Linked DNA regions of Triticum aestivum: region 1 is linked to region 2. A link is a contact called in public Hi-C data. All regions are on one chromosome and are shown on one strand. Each heading gives the region's core, a stretch centred on a gene start, on an enhancer-like site or on the middle of the called end of the contact. The rest is flanking DNA. Distances are from core to core; before and after follow the strand shown.

What was found. Hi-C and Micro-C count contacts between places; a contact is called where the count stands out from the background.
Region 1: a contact with region 2 is called in a Hi-C map of leaf, with 3 times the contacts expected there. The contact joins the enhancer-like site here to the promoter of LOC123054127 in region 2. A contact is called at or near these places in 2 of 5 Hi-C or Micro-C datasets (both in leaf).

The regions. Positions count from the first base shown.
Region 1 is chr2D:510,010,453-510,014,628 of IWGSC CS RefSeq v2.1, reverse strand. No RefSeq gene overlaps it. Among protein-coding and RNA genes, the nearest start is that of LOC123054128, 42 kb to the right of the region's middle. Within about 2 kb of position 2,613, at least 7 of the 8 cell types and tissues checked have an H3K27ac peak or open chromatin away from gene starts, as enhancers often do. A contact at or near this core is called in leaf, where this site is marked.
Region 2 is chr2D:509,960,864-509,965,521 of IWGSC CS RefSeq v2.1, reverse strand. It overlaps LOC123054127 (protein HOTHEAD), which reads left to right and starts at 2,242. Exons shown (of 5, transcript XM_044477820.1): 1 at 2,242-2,402; 2 at 2,495-3,142; 3 at 3,262-3,680; 4 at 3,775-4,340; 5 at 4,538-4,658. The coding sequence starts at 2,333. The coding sequence ends at 4,604. It overlaps LOC123054128 (SPX domain-containing membrane protein OsI_17046), which reads left to right. Exons shown (of 12, transcript XM_044477821.1): 10 at 81-271; 11 at 949-1,082; 12 at 1,188-1,713. The coding sequence ends at 1,426.

The DNA of each region.
Region 1 (4,176 bases), core at 1,364-3,863, 49 kb before region 2:
AAAATATGATAGTATTTTTTCAATTTTGGTCACAAACTAAAAAGTTTAAGGATATCAAAAAATCGTTCCCATTTTTCAAAATTTGTACACACTTTCATAAAATGTCATGTTTCGAAAAATGTTCAGATTTTTAATTTACTTTTCACAAGTTCCAGTTTTTCAAATAAGTTTATATATTCAACACATGTTTCGTTCTAAAAATTTGTTCACAAATAAAAAAAATTCATGTTTTCAAAATTAGTTCGCCAATTTAAATAATGTTTGCTTTTTAAAAAAAATCAAAATGAAAAAGTTCCTGTTTTTAAAACTATATATTAAATTCAACAAATGTTACATTTTCGCATTTTGATCACTAATTCGAAAAATTATTCATGTTGTCATATTTTGTTCGCCAATTCAAAAAAATGTTCGGGGGGGACTTTGAATTTTTGAAGTTTTGTAAATATTGTTCATAGTTTCAAAAAAATAGTTCATGTTTTAAATTTTGTTATTTTTCTTTCAAAAAAGTTTTACAAAAGTTTTTTTGTGGAAATTTCGCAAACTGGTTTTAAAGTTTTGTCGCCGCGGTTAGATTCTTTAAGATTCGCATTGTAAGTATTTCTCTTGGGCTAGCCAGTCGTGGTTGTAGCGCAGTGTGTGCATCTAGGACAGGTGGTGGGTTCGATCTCTAACGCAAACTGTTTTTGCGATCTTTACGTCGCCAAGCGAAGGCACCAGAAATGGGCGGCCCAGGGGTGAGCTGCGCCGTGTGCGAAGCCGCGATTTCTTGCCGCAATAAGCTGCCTATAGGATGGCCCGCCATGTATCGCTTCTAGCAACCTGCAAGCTGGCCTCGCTCGCTAGGCTAGGCAGGCATTCCATACCTGCGGGATGGGCCAGCCCATTCGCACGTCGAATCGCCCACACCAATAGCCTTGACAGGGTTTATTTATTTTTTGTTTTTTCTTCCTTTTCCCACTTTTATTCTAATTCAGTAGTTTTGGATTAAAATGAATTCGATGTTTTCGCTTTTTTGATAGTTTGGTGCGTTTTCTTTCTATTTGAAACATGTTCATGAATTTGATAAAAATGTTCTTGTATAAAATTTGAAGAATTTAGAAAATGTTCATGAATTTTGGAAATGTTAAAAAAATATGCAAAACTAATGACGAATTTTATCAAATTTCATGAAACTAAAATGTGCACAAAATTAAGAAAATGCTTAAGAATTTAAAATTTTATTCGGTATTTTAGCAAATTTTAAAGAATTGTAAAAATATTCACAAAGAGGAAAAATATTAATGTATTCAATAATTGTTTGGAAATTTATAAAAATGTTCGTGTATTCTTAAAAGAAATATTACTGAAAATGTTCACAGATTTAAAATTATTATGAATTTCCAAAATATTCACAAATTTAGGAAAATTTTACCAAATTTTAAAATATTCATGAATTTGAGAAAACATCAAATATTGGAAAAGGAAAACTATGTTTGAATTTCTGCATTAATATACAGAACCAAAAAGAAAAAGGGGAAATAAAAACTGCAAGAATAAACAGCAAGGACGGCCAAAACAATGTTAGGGAAATTGTGAAAATAAATCGGGGTCCAAAGCTGGTTTGTGCAAATGGCCCAGACACTCTTATCCTTTGTAGGCGATCTCTATGTAAAATGCTTGCGCGGAGCGATATATATCAATTGCGCACACCTCAGGCTCAGCGCTGCCGTGTAGTGGGACATCTCCATTTTGCCTGTTTTTATGTAGTTTTATCATTACGCGTGCTATTGCAATACTGGAAAATTTGAAAATATTTTATATTTTTCAAAATATAAAAATTGAAATGTTTTGAATTTTTTTAAAGTCCTGTATTATTTTTTCTAAAATTTGTGCGATTGTAGAAAAAAAATTGTGGCACATAAAAAATACTTAAGAATTTTTGTAATGTTCATGAATTTACAAATATTCTATAAATTTAAAAGGTTGCAATATGTTTTCCGAATTTCAAAAGGAGCCAATATCTTAGAAAAATTTCATGAATTTAAATAAATGTACGTGAACTAAAAATGTTCCAAAATTTAAAGAAACATATATGAACTAAATTATTTATTGCAATTTTTGTTGATAGCTTACCAAGATGACCACTTGGTATATGAACTAAATTATTGTTCAAGAATTTTCGAAAAATATTGAAAAATGAAATAATTGTCATGAATTTTAGAAAAAATGTTAACAAGTTGAAAATTGATCACTAATTAAAAAATTAAAATCATGTAGCGCTGCGCCAGAGTCTCGCAGTGGGCGAGAAATAGCCCTGGCGTGGAGAAAGAGGCAGGTCGTGGTCACGCGTAGGGCTGCGAACGAGGTTGGACGTGCTCCGTGCGCCGTACCCTGACTGACGGCCGCGAGGGGTGGAGAGGAGAGAGACGATCAGACGGCTTGGCCCGGCGTAGCGTGGCACGAGGCCGGCAACGGCACGCGCAGCAGCGGAGGGTCGCTGATGGCGATACTCGGCTGTGTCGCGCCACGCACGGACGGAAGAAACTTTGCCATCTGACAGCCCAGAGGTCACCTTCACCTGCCAAAAGGACAAGCTGGTGAAGGACCATACTACATCAGATCGTGGTGTGGCTGTATCATTGCCGCGTCCAAAACCAGCGCTCGATTATTGCGGTCGAGCCATCGCCCTCGCCGTGCAACCTGTTCGAAAACACTGCGCCCGGCTGTGGAAGAAGCTGGGAAGAGACGAAAATGGAGAGAGACGGATGGGCGATGGCCGCCGTGCATTTCATTTGCCCCCCGTCGCACTCGAAAGAGGCATTCTTTGATTCTCTTCGTCACGCCTAGCACGTGCGTGCACGAGTTGGTAGCCGTAGGACGAACGAACGATGTAGTAGTAACGGCTTTTCACTTTCATACGTACGTGGGTTTTTGGTGGGCTGCGAATTTTTGCCTGTTCTATTCGATTGATGTAGATTTTATGTCAAGTGGTGACAGTTCGTCAAGCCGAACCTTTTGTTTGTTACTGATAATAACAAAATTAAATGAGAGTGATGCATCGGAGGGAAAGATCCTTTGCACAGTCCATAAGCAAATGGTTCCGTACAGCTACATCTCCACCTAAAATCGGCGCACTCATGGAGACCACACAATATAGGTTTTTTTAGGGGCACACAATATAGTATTTGCTGTACACATGTCACAGAAGGCTGCTGGTGATAACTTGGATGAAATTGATGTGGACTCGTGAGAATGTGAGTCCATAGCCACAAAAGTTTTGCTGATTCTTCTTGCTTGACATGGGATAAATCAGGTTTCACAAAAAAAGAGAAGACTTGGGAGAAATCTTAAGTAAAAAAATTGGCGTAAGAACGACCCGGTTCTTCCATTGTGTAAATAATGATGGCCGAGATGTTTCACCCTTAACCACCATTAGTATAATTCCGGCGCGTTGCCACAGGCAACAATTAACGATGTTTTTCAAGGTATGAGATTGCTAACCGGACATGCTGCCCGGTCGCAATTAACGATGTTAATTTGATGAAACAAATTATGTACGAACTCTCCAATTAACAACTAATTTTTTCTTCATTTTACTATATATATGTAGAACAGGGCAACCTAGCATCAGACATACTCCCTCCGTCCCATAATATAAGACGTTTCAAAAAAGGTCATACATTATGGGATGGACGGAGTAGTTATCTATCGCATGTTGCTTTTCATAGAGATCTCAAAAGCATCAAGTGAAGAATAAAGTCACTAAAGAAGTGAAAATAAATAATGCAAATGAGTGATAATTTTGAAAGAGAACATTTCTTTCATAGTAAGCTTCGGCACAAATACAATCAGGAAATTCAATTCACTCATAGGAAGATCTTAGTTGAACATCGACAAGCACTTATAATTTAGGGAAACTCTTCCAACGGAAGTCTAATAGGATCTAATCTTCAGACTAGTCAAGGGACGTCGATGCGGCTTTCATCTCATAGTCGAAATTGATTCCACTCCCGTCGATGTGTTTTCAAATCTCGACGATTTTCTCGCCACATATTCACCCATAATCACACCTGCCATGTACCCACCCACGCGTCCCTCGTTCCCATCTCCATCGCATGCTCCCGAATCATCTCCATCCCCGAGCTCTCACCCCGAACCCATCCGCCATGATTCAGACATCCCCCTTGGACCATGAGA
Region 2 (4,658 bases), core at 993-3,492:
TCTAGGTTTACTTTATCTACTGACACTATTGTCTTCTGTTATCTTCCTTGAATAACTTCGCATGAACGGTCATTTCTCAGGTCCAACTATTGATATACTTTATGCTCAAGTATGCGATGGAAATTTTGCTCTCCGAATCAAGTGTTGTCACCACATACTATTTTAACTGGGATACAAGTGCTGTGGCCATCTTTTTAGCGATTCTTGGGTTGACTGTTCTTCCAGTAAATGCCATTGTTGGGAGCTACGTTACGAATTGGTTTGAGGACAGGTAACTTCTCTTAACATAACATCCTTATCGTTTCTAGAAGCATCATACTAATCATATTGCTTTTCTTGCCTTCATTGAACCATGCAATACGATTAGGCTGATGTAATATAGCCTAGTTGTTGAAAGACACAATAGAACACAAATGCAATGTCCTATTGCTCTTACACTGTCATATTGAGATACAATTGGGTGAAGCCACCAGAGCAGACTCGGTGAACCTGGGTACACATGCACCCAGATGAATAGTAAATTGCAAAAAAACGAGAAAAAAATCCAGGAACAATCTGTTTTTTTTTTTGGTAACAAACATAATAAGTGTCTTCTACCCATGTGTGATGTTTCGTGAAGAATTGACATTCCTTGTGTTCTGGACGAAAAAAGACAAAATTGGTGCTCTAAAGAAGGCATTTTTCAAACATTTGGGAGGTCCGATTTTATATTTTCCGCATTACATATGGGTGGAACACACGACTATGTATGTTACAAAAAAATGACTGTGTGCATTGCTCGATGCAGAGACCGGGGATTACCCTCCTTTTTGGAAAACTGTATGTTACAAATAAAATCAGAATTATTTTTAGGCTTCCTTTTACTCCCTCCGTTCCTAAATATTTGTCTTTTTAGGCTACCTTTTACCCATTTTGAAGATTTTAATGATAAAAAGTCCTCTTTCGCAGGCAAATTCTGTTGGCATCTGAAATCATGGTTCTGATTGGCATTATCATGAGCTTCCGTTACACACCTCACTACTCCATTCCACAGTACGTCTCTTCGGCTCTCATCACGTTCGTATTCGCAGAGGTGCTTGAAGGTATGTACACCATAACTAATCGTCTAATCCGAGAATCATTCAGCTCAGCAGCACATGCGATATTATATCTGAAACAACCTCTACATTGCTCACGATCAAATGCAGGAGTAAACCTGTCCCTGCTTTCGCGGGTCATGTCATCGAGGCTGTCGCGAGGGACCTACAACGGCGGCCTCCTCTCAACGGAGGCCGGGACGCTGGCCCGTGTGGTCGCGGACGCGACAATCACCGCAGCGGGCTACCTAGGCACGGACATGCTCCTCAACGTCACCCTGCTGCCGCCTCTCGTGATCACCATCGTCTCCATCGTCGCAACATTCTGCACATACAACACCCTCTACTGAGGAGGCTGATCAGTACAACCTTTTCTACTCTCTGAAGAATGTACAGGCAGTGAAAATGGTTCCTGCCCACATTGGGCTGGGTAGTTCAAGTAGTGGCGATATTTGTTTGTAGACTTCATCAACTTCAATAAACTGTGTAAATGTTGATCTGTTGCACGTCCATGTAAGAAAAAGGCGTCGTAGTGCGGTAGTGCATGCATCGAACAGATGTAAATTAAGTTGCTTTTTTATTTGTATCCCTGAACCTGCGAATTCAGATGCATTTAGTGTGTGTTGGAAATGCAGCATGGATATGATTTCTGGCGCACACTGACAAATTTAAAGTGACAAGGTATTTCTGTACTCCTCTAAGCAATCCTGAGGCTTTAATACTGAGCTCCCAACGCCCGGCTCCCGGGGTAGATGATCTAACTCCACGCGGGGCGCCAAATGCAGGCGCTGGGGCGTGTTAAAGAAACCTCGCTGGGCCGGGCCGTTTCGAGCGCGCCAGATGGGCATGCGTCAACCGTTTAGCTGGGCCATGCCAAATCCTCACCCGCTGACTCGCCCCGGCCCGGCGGTAGGTCGCGACCAAACAGGGAAGAGGGCGCGTCACCTTTGACACGGCCGCTCCGCACGGCCACGGAGATGAGCTCACTGGTTGCTCCGGTGGTTGAGTCCTTTTCCTACCGCTTCTTTACCACGCTCATGGCATGCTCACTGCGGCCTGCTGTACCCTAGCACACGTATGGTCGCATGTGTGCAACAAGTGTGCATGCCGGGTCGTCGGGCGATTTACCGGAGCACGGCGATATAAAGGGCGCATGGTATCCTACGGGTTGGTCACACAAGAACCAAGCTCCACCACAGCACTCTCAGTCCAACCTCGTCACGGTCGGCTTGCATCTTGGCACGTACGTACTCGCCATGGCTTCCGACCAGCCGTTCGCAAGAGCACTGGTGATCATCTGCGCGATCCTGTGCTGCTCGCCACAAGGTGACTGGTTTAGCTCTCCGTGTCCATCTTGCATTATGCCATTGTGTTACCGATTGATGAGCGTGTGCATTGATGTCGTGAAACAAAAACAGCGCGAGCCGTGAACTACACGTTCGCCAGGGACGCGACGCGGGCGCCGGCGGTGTCGTACTACGACTACATCATCGTGGGCGGCGGCACGGCGGGGTGCCCGCTCGCCGCCACGCTGTCGCAGCGCTTCCGCGTGCTCCTACTGGAGCGCGGCGGGTCGCCGTATGGGGACCAGCGGGTGGAGAACATGACCCACTTCACGGCCACGCTCGCCGACACGTCCGCGGGGTCGCCGGCGCAGCGGTTCGTGTCCGAGGACGGCGTCATCAACTCGCGCCCGCGGGTGCTGGGCGGCGGCAGCTGCATCAACGCCGGCTTCTACACGCGCGCCAGCGACGAGTACGTGCTGGACGTCGGGTGGGACCTCGAGGCGGCCAAGGCGGCGTACCGGTGGGTGGAGGACGTGGTGGCGTTCCACCCGGAGCTCGGCCCCTGGCAGGCCGCGCTGCAGAGGGGGCTCATGGAGGTCGGCGTCGCGCCGGACAACGGCTTCACGTTTGACCACATCGACGGCACCAAGGTCGGCGGCTCCATCTTCGACGACGAGGGGCGGCGCCACACGGCCGCCGACCTGCTGCGGTACGCGCGCCCCGAGGGCATCGACCTGCTGCTCCGGGCCAGAGTGGCCAAGATCCTCTTCAATGTCGGAGGTCAGAGCTCTATCAGTCAAAGTTCGTTTTGTGTTTACGGCCAGGCGACATGCATGCACGCGGCATTTTTGCGTGCCGACCGAACTGACATTTCGTCACCCGCGCTTGTTGCGCGCCAGGGCGCCGGGCACGGTCGGTGGCGCACGGCGTGGTGTTCCACGACTCCAGGGGGCGGATGCACAAGGCCTACCTCAACACCGGCCGCCGCAACGAGATCATCCTCTCCGCGGGCGCCATGGGCAGCCCGCAGCTGCTGATGCTCAGCGGCGTCGGCCCCGCGGACCACCTGCGCTCCTTCAACATCACCCTCGTGCTGAACCAGTCGGCGGTCGGCCAGGGCATGGCCGACAACCCCATGAACGCCATCTTCGTGCCGTCGCCTTCCCCCGTCGAGGTCTCCCTCATCCAGGTCGTCGGCATCACCCACTTCGGCAGCTACATCGAGGGCGCCAGCGGCTCCAACTGGGCCAACCCGCGCCACCAGGGCTCCGGCGGCAACCGCCGGCCGCCCCGCAACTTCGGCATGTTCTCTCCACAGGTACGTACGTATACATTGCGAGTGACACTGACAACTTGCCAAACGGTCAGTGGAACAGAACACTGTGATCCCAGCTTGCATGTTGTTCTTTCAGACTGGGCAGCTGGCCACGGTGCCCCCGAAGCAGCGCACGCCGGAGGCCATCGCGCGCGCGACGGAGGCGATGAGCCAGCTCGACGACTCGGTGTTCCGCGGCGGCTTCATCCTGGAGAAGGTCCTTGGGCCGGCGTCCACGGGCCACCTCGAGCTGCGGAACCTCAACCCAGACGACAACCCGGCGGTGACGTTCAACTACTTCTCGCACCCGGAGGACCTCCGGCGCTGCGTGGAGGGGTTGACGCTCATCGAGCGCGTCATCCAGTCCAAATCCTTCCAGAACTTCACGTACCCCTACTTCTCCTTGGAGGAGCTGCTCAACATCACGGCGGAGTTCCCCGTCAACCTGCTGCCTCGGCACGACAACGACTCCAAGTCTCTGGAGCAGTTCTGCAAGGACACCGTCATGACCATCTGGCACTACCACGGCGGCTGCCAGGTCGGCAGGGTCGTCGACGCCGAGTACCGGGTGCTCGGCGTCGACGCGCTGCGCGTCATCGACGGCTCCACGTTCAACGCCTCGCCGGGAACCAACCCGCAGGCCACCGTGATGATGCTCGGCAGGTAATCGCCCATTTTTGCTCCTTTGGGGTACATGTCATTTTGGGTGACCATCCCTAAATGTTTAGCACTTTTTAGCCAAGGTCCTAGGCTCCTAGTGGGTACTGATTCGGTCTCAATGGTTGCATTTTTAGGTCGGATCCTATCAATCTCCCTTTCTCTCTTAATAAAAAATAATGATCATGTCTTTAACTTGACAGGTATATGGGGGTTAAGATGCGAGACGAGAGGGTGCGTGCTGAAGGATTAAGGAGGAGAAAACTGTAATCCACTCGATGAAGATTGGCAGGCACATTATGCATTTGTTATTGCAGTATGTGA